Regions from separate parts of the Gossypium hirsutum genome. Here region 2 is linked to region 1. Evidence: chromatin contacts called from public Hi-C data. All regions are on one chromosome and are shown on one strand. Each heading gives the region's core, a stretch centred on a gene start, on an enhancer-like site or on the middle of the called end of the contact. The rest is flanking DNA. Distances are from core to core; before and after follow the strand shown.

Evidence for each region. A called contact is a pair of places that touch in the nucleus more often than the background predicts.
Region 2: a contact with region 1 is called in a Hi-C map of leaf, with 2.0 times the contacts expected there. The contact joins the promoter of LOC121219107 here to the promoter of LOC107954510 in region 1. A contact is called at or near these places in 2 of 34 Hi-C or Micro-C datasets (both in leaf).

What each region holds. Positions count from the first base shown.
Region 1 is chrD07:23,560,522-23,568,249 of Gossypium_hirsutum_v2.1, reverse strand. LOC107954510 (ethylene-responsive transcription factor CRF5) reads left to right here and starts at 4,923. Exons shown (of 1, transcript XM_016890096.2): 1 at 4,923-5,864. The coding sequence starts at 4,923. The coding sequence ends at 5,864.
Region 2 is chrD07:23,874,465-23,882,192 of Gossypium_hirsutum_v2.1, reverse strand. It overlaps LOC121219107 (reticulon-like protein B5), which reads right to left and starts at 3,742. Exons shown (of 5, transcript XM_041096751.1): 1 at 3,293-3,742; 2 at 2,562-2,742; 3 at 2,334-2,472; 4 at 2,188-2,257; 5 at 1,795-2,094. The coding sequence starts at 3,500. The coding sequence ends at 1,928. LOC121219106 (a long non-coding RNA gene) reads left to right here and starts at 4,724. Exons shown (of 2, transcript XR_005915818.1): 1 at 4,724-7,219; 2 at 7,309-7,728.

The DNA.
Region 1 (7,728 bases), core at 3,674-6,173:
CTAACCCACAATTATCTGCAGCGTATAAGGTCCCCTCACCGGTTGACGTCGTAGAGAGTACATCATCCCTTCTTCTAGGCATTTCATAACGTCCCTAATTGGATGTAGATTGCCAACCACTAGAACTTGATGTCATTCCCCAGTACGTATTTCCAGCATCAAACATCGAGCCACCGACGTACATGTCCCATCCACCGACTGAGTGTCTTGTGGGGGATGCGCATTCAACACCGCTACCAAACATAGGTTGTTCCGTGTTTTCTAACCCGCTAACCGAATGTCAGTCAGGAGTCGTGTATACATCTCAAACACCGGTCACAAGTACTTCATTTGGCGATGTAAATTGTACATATAACTCAATATAAGGTGTTCCACTAGCAAGATGAGTCTACACCATTGCCTCCAAGCTACGAGCACCTTTTATATCGAACGAGTCATATGTCACCGGATCAACAGAAGAACAAAATCGATACGTAATAGACAGAACTTTCATTGGCGTCGTTCCGAAAATTTTACGCCTAATTCTTTTACGAAGTTCTGTCAAATCTATGTTCTGGTTAAAAACCAGTCGCACCTTATTCTCCGACAAAAAAACAACACCATTCTCAGTGTGGCAAACCTCACCATCGTAGTAAATAACAGCACTAATACGTTCACTCATATTTGAAACTCTAACCTTCTTAGCCTCTCTAAATTGTTTCTGCTATGACTTATGCAATCTCAGAACATTTTTTGCCTCATTTATAGCCTCAGTCCAAACATGTTACTGTAGCAAAAGCGCGTCCACGTGGGTGCAATTTCGCAAATTCTTCTCATAAAGCATCCTGCTAGAAGCGATTTTATACTATTTGCTCAGAAACGTCAAGTCGAAATTATTTTTCCAGGACTAACTATAGCAAAAGCAAGTCCACGAGGGCACGATTTCACAAATTCTTCTCAATTAGCATACTGCTTGGAGCGTTGTTTTATACTATTTGCTCAGAAACGTCAACTCAAAATTATTTTTTCAGGACCTATTGTAGCAAAAGCGCATCCACGTGGGCGCGACTTCACAAATTCTTCTTATAAAGCATCCTGCTTGAAGCGTTTTTTAAACTATTTGCTCAAAAACGTCAACTCGAAATTATTTCTCCAGGACCAACTGTAGTAAAAGCACGTCCACGAGGACGCGATTTCACAAATTCTTCTCACAAAGCATCCTGCTTGAAGCATTTTTTAAACTATTTGCTCAGAAACGTCAAGTCGAACCTATTTTTCCAGGACCTACTGTAGCAAAAGCGCGTACATATGGGCGCAACTTCAAAAATCCTTCTAATAAATCATACTGCTTTGATTTTATCTTAAAAACCCATAAACACGAAAAGTAATCCAATTTTGAATAAATTTTAATTAATTTAATTATGAAACCCTTAACCCTAATTCCTTATTTGTTTACTTTTTTCTCCAAAAACCTTAAAAACCCTAACGTGGGAGACACAGCAAAATCGCATCCACGTCAGCGCGATGTCAAGGTACGTCCCAGGAAATCGCGTCCATGTCAGCGCGCTTTGCTGATGTGGACACAAATCGCGCTTCAGAGGACGCAATTTGTTGCCATGTCAGCAAAGCGCGCTGACGTGGCCGCGATTTCCTGGCACGTACCCTGACATCGCGTTGAAGTGGATACGATTTCGAGGAAAAGGGCTCATTCCGGTAAATAATAAAATACTTAAAAAATTGGCTTTTTTTGGTATTTTGCCCCTTTCTCTTCCTATAAATAGATGGCACCAATAAAACTATTTACATAGTTTTTCTTTAGATTGTTATTCTGTAAAAAAAAAACATAAAGAGAATTTATTCTCAACTGTTATATTTTTTTAGGATAACAATTCTATCAGTTTCTATTAAGAAGAGAGAATTTCCGTTTTCACCTCAAAAAAGTGATAATACTTTTTTCTAGTTCTATGTTTCAATTCAATTGGTTCAAGCCCATACTCAAAGCAGTTCGTGGTACAAGAATAGCGAAAAAGATCGTTTGGTTGAAAGATGAGAAAAACAAACATCCACTAAGCTAAAAAAACAAGTATGAATTTGATTAGGGTTTATTGCTATAAATATCACAAACCGGATTGATTTTCAAAATTTTAATTTTCCTTTATAAAAGAAAACTGTTTTCAAACCGGATTTTTTTCCAACAGACACAACATTTCTAATTCATAATCTCACCAGACCCCAGAGCCAAGATCTTGATCAAAATAAGTTTCTATGAGTACTTGATGTTTATACAACCTTTGATCGTTTCAATATAACACTCTCTTTCTAGGGAAAAGATGACATTCTTGTCTAGAATTATGATTAAATGGTTGTTTTTCTATCAAAAACGCTTATAATATTCTATATTAAAGCAATTCTAATATCTCTATTCCAAACTCACATTAGGCAAGTTAGGCTAACCTTTGGTGACTTAAGATCCCTTTTAAAATCATCCTTCTCCTATGGAAAATTTGTAATGGTTGTCTCCCTACTAAAGATCTTCTCTCATGGAAAATTCCCAAATTTGAACCCCAATGCTCTATTTTTGAAGAAAGTACAGAAACTCAAGACCACCCATTCCTTACATGCAATTTGGAAAGGGTGGTTTGGTTCTTCACACTTACTCTTTTGATAATCAACCCATCGTTGACTAGATCCTGCAATGGCTCTAGGGTAAGGATCTTAACTCTCAAGAACCTAGGATTTTCTACGCATTTGGGCCTCTACCTTGTGGATCATTTAGAAATCTAGAAATAAGTTTATATTTAGAAGCTCAGACCAAAATCCCATTGCTGCTATCAAAATGATTTTTTATCTTCACCAATTGATTATCTACTCATTTCTTAAATCTCTATGACAACCCTAACAACTTGGACTTTATGTTTATGCATAAGTTAAAATTGTTATAACACCATGATCAAAAGAGCAACCATTACTCAAAATTCCAACGACTTCCAACTTTTTAGAGTTCGTAGCTTCAAATTCTCAAGCAAACTGCTAGCCAAAATTCTCACCTTTCGAGCTATCCTTTTTATGCTTAAATCTCATAATATTATTTTTTCTTTGTAGGCTACAGGATGATAGCAAGAGATAGATCAACATAATTTAGGGACATATTAAATCAAGATGGAAGCTTCAACTAGCATTTGGTGATGTCAAACTTCTCCTTCAAGACATCAACTTTAGACATCAACCAATGAATAACAGAGAGCTTAGTAAAGAGATGAGACAATAGCTTTGAATGCCTCTAAAGCTTTCATTAGCTTCTCTTGTCCTTAATTGTTCCTGCTTTGTAAAAAAAAATATACAACAGTTTTTTATTATTAATTAGATTTTCATCTCTTTTATATTTAATTTTTATTAAAAAATTGCATATTGAAACTTGATTTATTTAAATTTGTTGTTTCAAACCAATATAAATAAAAGTTAGTTGGTTTAAACACGATTGATTTGTAATTCTATATGAAGAGTGGAACAATATTTTAAAAATTAGATTAGTGGTCGAACCAGTAACGTAATTTATTATTAATTCAATCATTGATTCATCAATAATTAAATAAAAAATTATAAAAAATCCATAATTGGTTGAACCCTTGTTTTTCTTTTGCAAGGTTTTTAAAACTAGATCAATGATCAAACTAGTCAAAGCACCGATCCTTGGTTCAACCAGTCGAGCTAATTTTATTTAAATAAATTATTTAAAAATTTATAATTTTAAAAAAAAATACATATCAAAAAGGAGAAAACCAATTCAACTATATGTTCAACCAGTTTTTAGCCTATTTTGAGAGATTTGCATAAAAGTTGATTTAACTCTTTTTTTTCAAATAAATATATCGGTCGATTCTTGATCTAACCAGTCTGATTCCAACAACCACAATTTTTTTTTATTTTTATCTTTTAACAATTTATAATAAGTTATATATTTTTATTATATATCACTAATCCAACTAATCAAATAAGCAGATGTGGATTTATAAGTGTATTTTGGTGAATTCCTTGGGGCGAGTGACTCATTCTTGCTTGACTTGGAGGCCCATAAAATGAAGGAAAGCCCACCACATAATTGTTTAGGTGTGAAGAAAATGAGAGCATAAAAATAAATCTTTGAATATAGAACTTATTTCTTATTATTTATGTTTTCTACCTACCTACCCACTCATGCTTTTTCTCTCCAACTTTACATTTCTAATTGTAAACTTGGTTGTCGCTTAATTTTCTTTCAATGGAATCTAAATAATACTAATTATATTTATAGTAAGAGAATCACCCAATCTTTGTTTTATTTCCTAGTCAACTGCCACCGAAAAGAAAAAAAGATTTTTTCCAACAGAAATTTTGGGCCAATCCATTATTTTTGGACAAATAGAATGAAAATCCTGAGATTCTAATTTTACATTTCTTATTTATCTTTTTTATTTTTTGTCTGCCTACTTTACAATATTTAAAATCTTTTATTTTTATCAATCATAAATTTAAATTCTGCAGTATATACCTCCAACAGCCAATCAAATATCATAATTGAGGACAAGCATCCAATGCAGTTGAAGCGTGTAGGACACGGCGGGCATTAGAGCGTGTGAGGCTTTTGTTGCTTGGGGACCAAGCAGAATAGGAGGACCCAGCACATTTGGAGGGAAGTTTAGGACACGTGTCATTACAGTGAGAAGCAGCAAGTCACCTGTTCGCTAATTTTGATTGTTAAGAGAAATAAATAAGGTAGTTTTATGGAGGATACCCCTACAAAACAGCGATTCTTGCTATTTTCACTCTTCCTTTCAACTCAAACTCTCCTGTTCCTTTCCAGTATCTCGCCTTTTGATTTTACTCTCCGCCAAAGTTTTAGTTTCTTTTTTCTTCTCTCTCTCGAAAACAGAATCCCCGTTTTTCTTTATGTTAACCACCTGGAAATGAATCCAGGGAGGGTGAAATACACAGAGCGAAGAACTGTTACTAATAAGCTACTCAAGGCATCGAGCAAGTGGTTTCCCATGGAGTCCAAGCCCAAAGCCCCTAGGATCGTCAGGATTTCTGTCACCGATGGCGATGCCACCGATTCTTCTAGCGATGAAAGCGAGCAGGAGAGACATCACACAGTGAAAAGGCATGTTAGCGAAATCAGGATCGGAGATTGTTCTACATTCAATTCCAACAAGCCATCAAACAAGCAAAACAGACCGACTAACAATAAGACCAATCTTGTCAATATCAGATCAAAGAAGCAACAACCGCAGCAGCAGCAGCAGCAATGTTTGTCTAACGGCGTCAAGTACCGTGGGGTTCGACAAAGGCCGTGGGGAAGATGGGCTGCTGAGATCAGAGACCCGACAAGTCGAACCAGGGTCTGGCTTGGCACTTATGATACGGCTCAAGAAGCTGCTTTGGTTTATGACAGAGCCGCGATTCGAATCAAAGGCCCTGACGCTCTCACCAACTTTATAAAGCCTCCTGCCAGACCCTCCCCACCTGAGATTGAACTTGAAATGACTTCCGGGTATGATTCTGGCCAAGAATCTCACTCACTCTGTTCACCAACTTCTGTTCTGAGATTTCAGTCGAATGAAGAAACTGAACTTCAAACCGAGTCCAAAGATGACTCAACAACACAAACTGGGTGGAGCCCTGTTAAGGAACTCTCTCAATACCCAAGTAACTTATTAGACGAGTTTTTGTTAACAGATCCAGTGGTTTTATATGATTACTTGGATTCTGATAACCCTACACCCATATTTTTTGATGAACTGAGTTTACCGGAAGCAAGCAGCAATTTGGAACATGATTATGGTGATATTTCTATTCAATTGGATGTTGATTTCGGGTCTTGTTCCTGGGATGTGGATAACTACTATTAAGATCAGAGTAGTTTTGGCTCTTGTTGCTGCCCATGTTTACCTGAGTTGCTGGTATATACTTTTTTGCCGTGCGTAATTTTATGGTAAATTCCGAGTGGAATTTTGGATACCTTTTTCTAGATGTGTTTCTCTACTGCTGCTACAGTGTGTAAAGAAATGCCAAGTAAACATGTAAATTCTTGGTTTCTTTTAAGGCTTCTTTTTTGTGGATATGAACAGGTTTGGTGTGCGTTTCAATTGGCATGGTCGTTGTTTGTATGCCAGGAAGCGTGCTTTGCCGTTATGTCTTTTGTTTAAAAAGAAAGTAAAAAATCTTAAATTTATTTTGTTTCGGGTTATTGAATTCATTGCTTTACTTCTTTTTCTTGTCCGGGTAATTGATGGGGTCGGTGAGATATTTTTTTAATCTTTAATGGGTGCATTGGCGCGGGACTCAAAAGGCTGCCAAGTTAAGCTAAAGTTGGGTACCCACGTTCAACGGTTTGCCACCTTAGACACTTGTTAGCCATGAACTCGTTTGAGTTTTGTTAAGAGCCATTCTTTTTAAGCATGCCATTCATATTCCATGCCACTTGTTCCCCCTGTTTGGTTTTCCATCAAACAAAAGGGGAAAAAAAAGAAAGTAAAATGACCCTTTGGAAAAATTTACTATTTGATCGTCTTAAAAGAAGTAGTAGTTATGTTTCTTTCATTGACAAGTTCTCGTGCTCTGATTTCACCATCAAGGTTAAAAAAATATGCCAACTACGATTCTAAGAAGGATTTTTTTTCTTATATATGAAAATAATGAAAGAGAGCAAGAGAGACACGTTATGTTCCATATTAAGAGGCACTTCTTTGTTTTGGGGATGTTTTTGGGTTGCCTTGGAACAGTATAACAGTGACTTCAATTGATAAGGACATTATCTTGAGTTGAGAAAACAGACAAGTGCGAGATGCCCCATGGGACTCTCGTTTAGAGGACCCAATTCCATCCACTTGACAAAGTTGATTTTGAATCCTTTGGAAAATAAATGATACGTCGGCCCCACAGAGATTGACCCTGGTGGGATCTTTAGACACGATTCTGCCCTCGCTTTGCCCTGTCCCCAAGGCTGAGCCAACCAGCCTCTAGAAATACATAAAAAAGTCTTGACACGATACTAAAAACGTCTTGGAAAGGGTTGTCGTAGAGCCATAGGGCTACCTGCACACTAGGGTTAGGCCTTGGCATTTTCAGGTGATATATCCCGGCATGCTTGAATCTCCGGTAACGACAAGTATCTTTTTTTTTTCAGTCAAAAATCGATTTGTTACAAAAGGTGGTTCGTGGATTGCAGGCTTTTGGGGATTATTTAATTATGATGAACAAAGATAGCAGCAAAGGTGGTTTCAAAAATCACGGCTAATATCAGCCTCTGCTGGACTGCTGTCGGTAAGCAGACCCACTTGCAAGCTGAAGCTCTGGATTACTGGTAGCCCAATAGTCGACTCTTCTCGCTGAATACTGATGTTCATTTCTTCTTTTTACGTCTGGTTTAAATGTATACTAACAGCGACATAGCGATGCAAAGTTTAGTTTGACTTTGAGGTGGTGGCCCCCCTCCCTACTTTCCCAGAATTGGTGGGGACGGGTCGACGTAGCTGGTTACCCCAAAAATATATAGCAAAATTTCATAATGGTCAAAGATTGAAGATCAAGGAAATAAACTAGGGGGGAAAAGGTTACTCATAAACCATTAACAAAGGCAGTTCAAATAACAGGTCTGAGCTCTGATGTTTTCCTAAAAATAAACTTTTCCAGTTTCCACGCATAAAAGGGATGTTGGAGTTGGACAAATGCCGCAAATAGTACACCTGAGCCCCTGGGTAATTAACTTGGCAT
Region 2 (7,728 bases), core at 2,493-4,992, 320 kb before region 1:
AAGCTGTTTAATTAAGAAACTAATAAATTTATACATTAAACAAGTGTTTTTTTGAAGAACATTAAACAAGTTTCAGCTTCATCTGTATGTTTATATGGAATTTCCATTTTATATTAATAATATGAGATAATTTTGTTGTGAATAACCTTTGTTTAATGTATGTAATGATTTATTTATTTGTTTATTTTGAATTTGTTATTAATTTTTTTTTATGAAATTTATTGATGTATATTTTATATAATTGATGAATATTTTATGCAGTTCATTTAATTTTATTCATTTTTTTATGTATATGTATATTATTTAATATTTTATATGGTGCGAGGGAAGTTGATGAGAATGAACTGAAGCATATGTAGAGAAATGTATGATAAAAAACAAAATAAAAAGAGTAGTAATTCTTTAAATTTTATAATATTTTAATAATTTCTAGTAATTTTATTAACTATAATTTTCTATAATTTTTATAATGTTAAGGTAATAAAATAATTTTTTTATAATTTTAATAAATCTTAAAAAACTTAAGATTTAAAAAAAATTAAAATTAGCAATTAAGCCGATCATATTATATTTTTTACATTAGCTGCCATGTTAGTATTTAATTGCTTGTTAAGAACTTTAGCTGAAAATTATATCTTAATGAGAGCCAACCAAAAGGTTTAATTATGTGTTTTCTAAATTAAGGATTGAATTGATTTTTCATTATTCTATGAGAGTTTTTATATTATTTGTTTTCCTATTATTTTATGATAATTTTTTGGTATTCTACTTGGTAAGTAAGGAAAAAATATATGAGAAATGAGTAGTTTCTATTCTAATGCATAAAAATTAATCATTTCAAATTGAAATGATGAGTGAAGAGAAAATAAGAGATGTATATGAGTTTAAAATTATACATTTTTTCATACATTTTATTTTTTTCTCTTATTTTTCAATTTCTACCAAAAAGGTAATTTTCTATCTCTACTACCAGCCACACACCTATGCAAAATTTTTTACTCCCTTCAATCTTTCATCATTTTAATTTTCTTTCCACCGCAAAACCTTAAGTTTAGGTTTTAAGAGAATAAACTTCTAAAAACAACCATACTAGAGGTGACAACTGTATCTATATTTAAACCTTTGACCGAGTTAGTGTCACGTGTCAACTAGGCATCAACTTAGTTAAGGGAATTAAGAAAATATTTTTCTGTATTTAAAATAAATTATATGATTTTAAGGTATTTTATTTTTTATATTTTAAAAAACAACAAATAATTTGCCCATGGTGAAATTTAAACCCATATCGTTTGGGTTGATAAAAATTTTACTTTGTCACTCAATCAAAGCTTTATTTTAAAATGTTTTGTATATCTTAATTTTATCATGCACACTTTATTACTTTCATCAATTGTATATATTGATAATGTTATTAATTGGATTAGTGTCACAAGTTAACTCGACAACATCAAGATTGATAACAACACCATGATAAACAATAGTAGTACGTACATTTAATATTCTTAAGCTAACGAATTTAGATGTTTAAATTTCAATTTACTCACTATTTAATCTAATTTTTTTATTTTAATATCATACATGTGTTATTATTAATTAGTTTCAAGCCATATGTTTCATATGTTGTTTTTTAAACACACCTAAATACGTAGTTTCCACACTTAAATTTTTAGTATAATAAAAAAGCTGATTGTTATTCAAATAAAACAAGTTTTACGAAAAAAAAAAAAATCACCTTCTGGTGCAACCTGCAAGCTTGGCCTATTGCTGACAACTGATTTGCATTTAGAGATGTAATTTGAAATCAAAACTTTTGTAAACAATTGATTGAGGAGGAAGTGTCTCCAGCTAATGTGAACAGACAACACTACAACAACCAGGACACCCAGAACTACCGAAGAATTTTTAAGGGTTTAAACACCTGAGCCTTCTAAACCTTTTCGCTCTTCAAGGGTCCTGTAGGAATTTTACTCAGAACATTGGCATCAAAAACTGCATATTGCTTTTTTATCTCAATCACTGCCTTCTCTGCAAATGGGTCAACCTTGTCCTCATACTTCTCATACAAAACAGGTACCGTATGCAGCAACACGAAAGCTGATTTTCATAGAGAAGATGGATCAAAATTCAGTATGAAATTTGTATAGATAAATGAACTTGGCACTAAAAGCAAGAGACCAGTGTCATTACATGTGTAGAACAAGGTCAAGAAATTGCACCAACTCCCCACAACCGAGAGGACCCAAAAAGCTGCTACAACCTGAAATCAAAGAGAAGGATATAGTGACTCCCCAATCAAAATGCAGTTCAGATTAAGACTTCAACCCTAAACACACCACAAGAAACTTCGGATTCCTTCCAGATGCAATATCTCGCAGCAGTTCCAATGCCTGGTTAAGTTCAATTGTCAGAGCAGAGGCGATCTGAAGGAATGGCTCCTCTGGCAAATGAACTTGTGGGATGCGAGGTGGAGTCCTGTGAAGAAAAAGGTCATATTATATTCTTTAAGAAACCATCAATATGTTAAATAGATTAAAGCTCCTGCAAAGACCCCCAGAACTTACTTGTGGATAAAGGTATGGACATTGGACCAGAGGAACAATACTGCAAGAGAGAGTATCGAAATGTGACAGAGCAGAGTAAGTAGGTGGTATTCGATCAACTCAAAAAGGACCCAGATTGCAGTTGCTCCACCAAGAACCCCAGCTGATATCTTCTTGTTCCTCCACAAGAACACATCAGCAGCTGCACCAAATCATTACCCAACAAATGAAATGGAAAGAGAACACCATTATCTAATTCTGACACAAACGAGAATCATTAATCTAAGACTTGTAAATAGCAAGACTTTTCTTAAACTCCTTATGTGCTTAAATGATTAGATAATCTTGCTTTTAAAGGACTGGTCTAGAAGATGTTATACTTTGCTCCGTTCCCAGAATGCAAACAATAAAAGGCAAAAGCAAACCCCAAATATTAGTCTGAAGTAGTTTGGTCCTTAAGCAAATTTCAAATTCCACTAACAAATACAAGAACCAATCAAATCGAAAAATGAAATTCATTTTCGTAACTACCAAACAGATCGTGAAGTGGCAAATACTAAAACACAGATGAATTGATCTTCCATCAAATTAACATTTCATTTTTAAATTCACTCTAACAACTGCATTTTTGTATTTTTTTACTCGCATTTCCATCAACTTCGTTAAAAACAAACCAAACAATAAAATCCTGATCACACTAACGAAACTTGCAAAAAGAAAAGAAAAGTGAAATGAGAGCTTAGAGGTCGTACGCTTTCCACCACCGAGAACGTGATGAAGAGGTCTCTCCCTACCAAACAACCGATAAATCTTAGCCTTAACGGAGCTAGGGGAAGCTGGTTTCTCATGATCTGAATCCGAATCCGAAGAAGACGATGAATCATGGCCGTGGATCTTCTCGCTGATCTTCTCCATCACCGACTCCACCGCCGATTGCTTACTCTCCGTTTCCTCCGCCATTGGTTAAAAAAAGTCCGGACCAGTGCCCTAAAAAGACGGATTCTTTATTGACTGTCAGGGTGTCCGAACAGTATACAAGTGAGTGCGAATGCCAGTAGAACTGTAGGGTTTTAATAAAGAAGGGAATGTATAAACCTTAGGCTTAAATTTATCAAAATGGTTATATTTTTGATTTTTTTTTTCTATTAACTTTTTTTTTCAATTTATTTTTAACATATTTAATGAAAAAATTCAAATGTTTAAAATTTTGTTTTTTCAAAAATTTCAATCTTCTATATTATTATTTTTAGATCTTTAAATTAAGAGTTATTTTTTATTTAATGTATTATTTATTTATTTTATTATTTTTTAGTGTAATTATCTTATTAGATTATCTTAATAATAAATTATATCTCATTAAAAAGTTTTATATATGAAATTCTAAATCAAGCCCATTAATTTTTTTAATGATATTTTTATTAAATTTATTAGGAAAAATAGATTAAAACAAATAAAAATTGATGGATAAAAAAACTTAAAAATACAATTAAAATAATTTTGATAAAACAGTGGCTAAAAACCGGTTTGGAGCCAAAGCTGATGGTTGGGGGAGAATTTGAAATGTTGAATGAGGTATGGTACAGTGGGGTCTAGAATAAATTGGATTCTTTCAACTGATTTACTGAGGAGTGATGACGCAGAGAGAGAGAAGGGTGCATTTTTTTCTCTGAAGAGTTCATCTTAATAGGACACGTGGCGATAATTTAATGGAGCAATGGGGTGGCATGGACAGCAATCACTTTTCAGTGGTCGTTTTGGAATTTTTACTTTTTTGCATCAGTGGGGCTCCACGTTAGCTTCATATTTGTTTGTTCCGCTAGTGTTTCTTTTTTTGGAAATAAGTGTTTACCATCATGTGCTTTATTTTTATGAGTGAAGATAAAAATTCAAACTTTATGATTAAAATATGAAATAAATAATTATTACATTGTATTAATAAATTTTATTTTATTATTTATTTTTTAAAAATATTTAAATTTAGGCCTCATTCTCCTATGCTTTCCAGACTTTTGCAATAAAAAATTACTTTTTTCTTAAAAGCATTAAAGAACCTATATTATTTCAGAAAAATTTTCAACTTAAAAAAATATTTTTTGGCAGATAAAAAAGTTAAAAATTTTAACTTTTTCTTCAGCCAAAAGTGCTTTTGACTTCTATTTATCTTTTTAACCTTTGTCTTTAAAAAAAAAAGCGTTCTTTCCTCTAGTTCTTTGGAGCTAAATCTATACCCATTTTTTCACATTTTCTCTTTCAAAGTTCTTTCCTCTTGTTCTTTGTTCCTCTTTTAATTCCTATGGTTCTGGTTCTTTGTTCCCTTACTCGGTTGTTCTTCCCACATACAGGTATGAATCTAGCTATTTGTACAGTTATCACAAAAGTGAAGAAACTTTGATTTGTAATAAAATAGTCTATGGGATGGATTTATTGGGTAGCTATAGTAGACCAAACTTTGGCAGTCTGCTGCTATTATGTAGTTAACTGAGATGAATAGATGATGAGAGAATTGAAAGGGGGGGAATCATAGTGGAAGAAAGTGATACTGAAACAGAGATCTTGGTTGAGAAATTTGGAAATAATATTGAGGTAGAACAGCAGTGGGGTATGTTTTGTTGGAGGCTTTGGGGATGGTTAATATTGTTTTGTGAGTTTAAAGTATGCAACAGTTTTGGTGTGAATTTGGTTGCTTAGCTGGTCAAGAAAAATTACTTACGGAAACTGTCGATGATAGGGTTGTGAAAAGTATCTTATTTAATGCAATTGGGATTTTGTGGTTAAAATACTATTGTTAGGTAATGCTGGCTTGGTGATGGATTGAAAAAGGGTTGATCTAAGATTTAAAGAAATAAATGAGAGCCTTTTGCCAAGTGTGGAATCAACAAGAACTGGTTACTGAACTGGATTGCAAAGCAAGAGAAAGAAAATAAGAATTGAATCCCATGTAGTTTTCATGGATGCGATTCCTATGGTTATTTCATTATGAAATTATAATGGCAATCACAGCCCACTGAAAAAGCCTTCGGAGATGTGGAGCTCTAAAATATTTTATCCGAATGGAATCTTATCACTCCTACAACACAAAGATCTATCTTATTAACACCTAACACTAAACACGCCTTGAATGCAGGGCCTAAAAGTATGGCAAGGCTTGATATATAAATAAAAGAACGGTATACTGATTTTTCTCAGCAAACTGCCAATAAATCATTGACTTTTCAAAGACAAAAGCAATACAACTAACACTGCTAAATTTTATTGTAAGTTAGATTATGTATAGATAGGACTCATTTGTGTACTATCAACTATTGAAACTCTTTAACCACTTTTTATTTTAGAAATGTACTTAATTAAATCCTGGTGCTAAGAACAAGCTTTGGCAAACCTTTGAAAGGCCCTTCAAAACCTGCTTTTGAATGCCACTCCAGATTTTATTTACAGAGTAAGGAGCAGTAGATGCCCAAAAGTGGCGTGTATATCTGTTGTCACGATCAAAAATGAAAAATCTACAATGGTGTTGTTTTTGCATTTCTGGACATTGTTTCGGCTGTGAGAATGCTTCTTTTCTAATATATTAATGCCAATTGTTGAAATTGGTGCATGCCAACTTGGTGTCATTTATGGTAAAAACCTGTGACTTTCTTAATCCTGACTTCATAACAACCAAAGGTGCAATGCTTCCATACTTTTGTTTCATGTCTTTTTATAGGACATTTCAAAAATTACATCTATCCTATTTTAATTTTCAAGATTGTTTTCATCTATATTTTAGACAAGTTTTATTGGGTTTATTTTTCAGTCAAGTGGCTGTGTAGGGGTTTAAGTTTATTTATACTTGCATTTCATTTGTGCAGCTCAAGAGATACAATTGTGCTCACCTTGAGAATATTCATCTTACGAGTATTACTCTCCTCTTTCTATACTTTTTTTTTCTCTTTGTACTCTGAGAAGTGTGCGACTTTGTTATGCTCACATGCACACATCTACATAGAAACGTAAAACTGATGAAGAGGTTAACTAGTTTCAGAACATGCTGAGTACAGATGGCGACAAAGATTAATCACGGCGACCAAAATTGAAGTAAAAAAAGTTTATGTATTTGTGGAGTTGGCAACCATTGATATAAAACAATGCATTTTCAGTTTTAGAAGTTGACAACTAGTGTCAATCTTATAGTTGTGTTTGGCTATAAATCCACTAAAATAATAAACAATGAAAAATTCACAATATTCATGATTATGATACCACATATTTTAATTGCTTTTGGTTGAAAAAATCAATTTGAAAATTGTTTAATTTTTTTGATTGCTTTATTGGCTGAAACGAATCTGTTCGTATACACAATAGATGAGTACTTCGGCGGTTGAAGTTGGTAGTGAAAAAGTGAAAGCAATGTTGGATAAGAGATTGATAGAAATATTTTGTGATATTTGTATTAAAAAGATATTGAAAGGCAATAGGCCTGATACTCATTTCACAAAAGATGGATGGTTGAAAATAATGACCAACTTTGAGAAAGAAACGAGCAAGGGTTTTTCACAAGACAACTTAAAAATAGGTGGGTTGCCCTAAAAAAAGAATGGAAAGCTTGGAAGAAACTTAAAGGCGAAGATACTAGTCTAGGGTGGAATCCTATAAAAAGAACCATTTATGCATCGAATGAATGGTGGGAGAGTAGGCTACAGGTACATTAATAATTTTGAATATTTTTGTTTTTTTCTTATTTATGAGGTTACTGATAATTACTGTTATTAAACTATTATTTTATATGTAGGTTGTGCCTGAAGCTTAAAAATTTAGAACATCGGGCATTGATCCTGAATTCGAAGGGAAGTTGGACCAAATGTTCATGGGGATAGTTGCAACAGGTGATAAAGCATAGGCACCTTCTTCTGGTACACTCCGTAGTGATTTTTTTGAGGATGTTAACAACGAAATACCTGAAGAGAATGAAGAAGAAAATGTGAGAAATGATGTTCACATTTCAAATGATGTTCAAATTGATGGAAACGGTCAAAAAAGAAAAAATCCTAAGATATCAAGTTCACATTTTAAAACTGGAAGAAAGAAATCCTCAAAGAAAATTGGAGGGGCTGCAAGATTGTCCAGTCAAATAGAAAAATTATGCAATGCAGCTGACAATATGAGTCAAGCCACATCTAGTTTGACTCCTGTTATGAATCCATATGGTGTT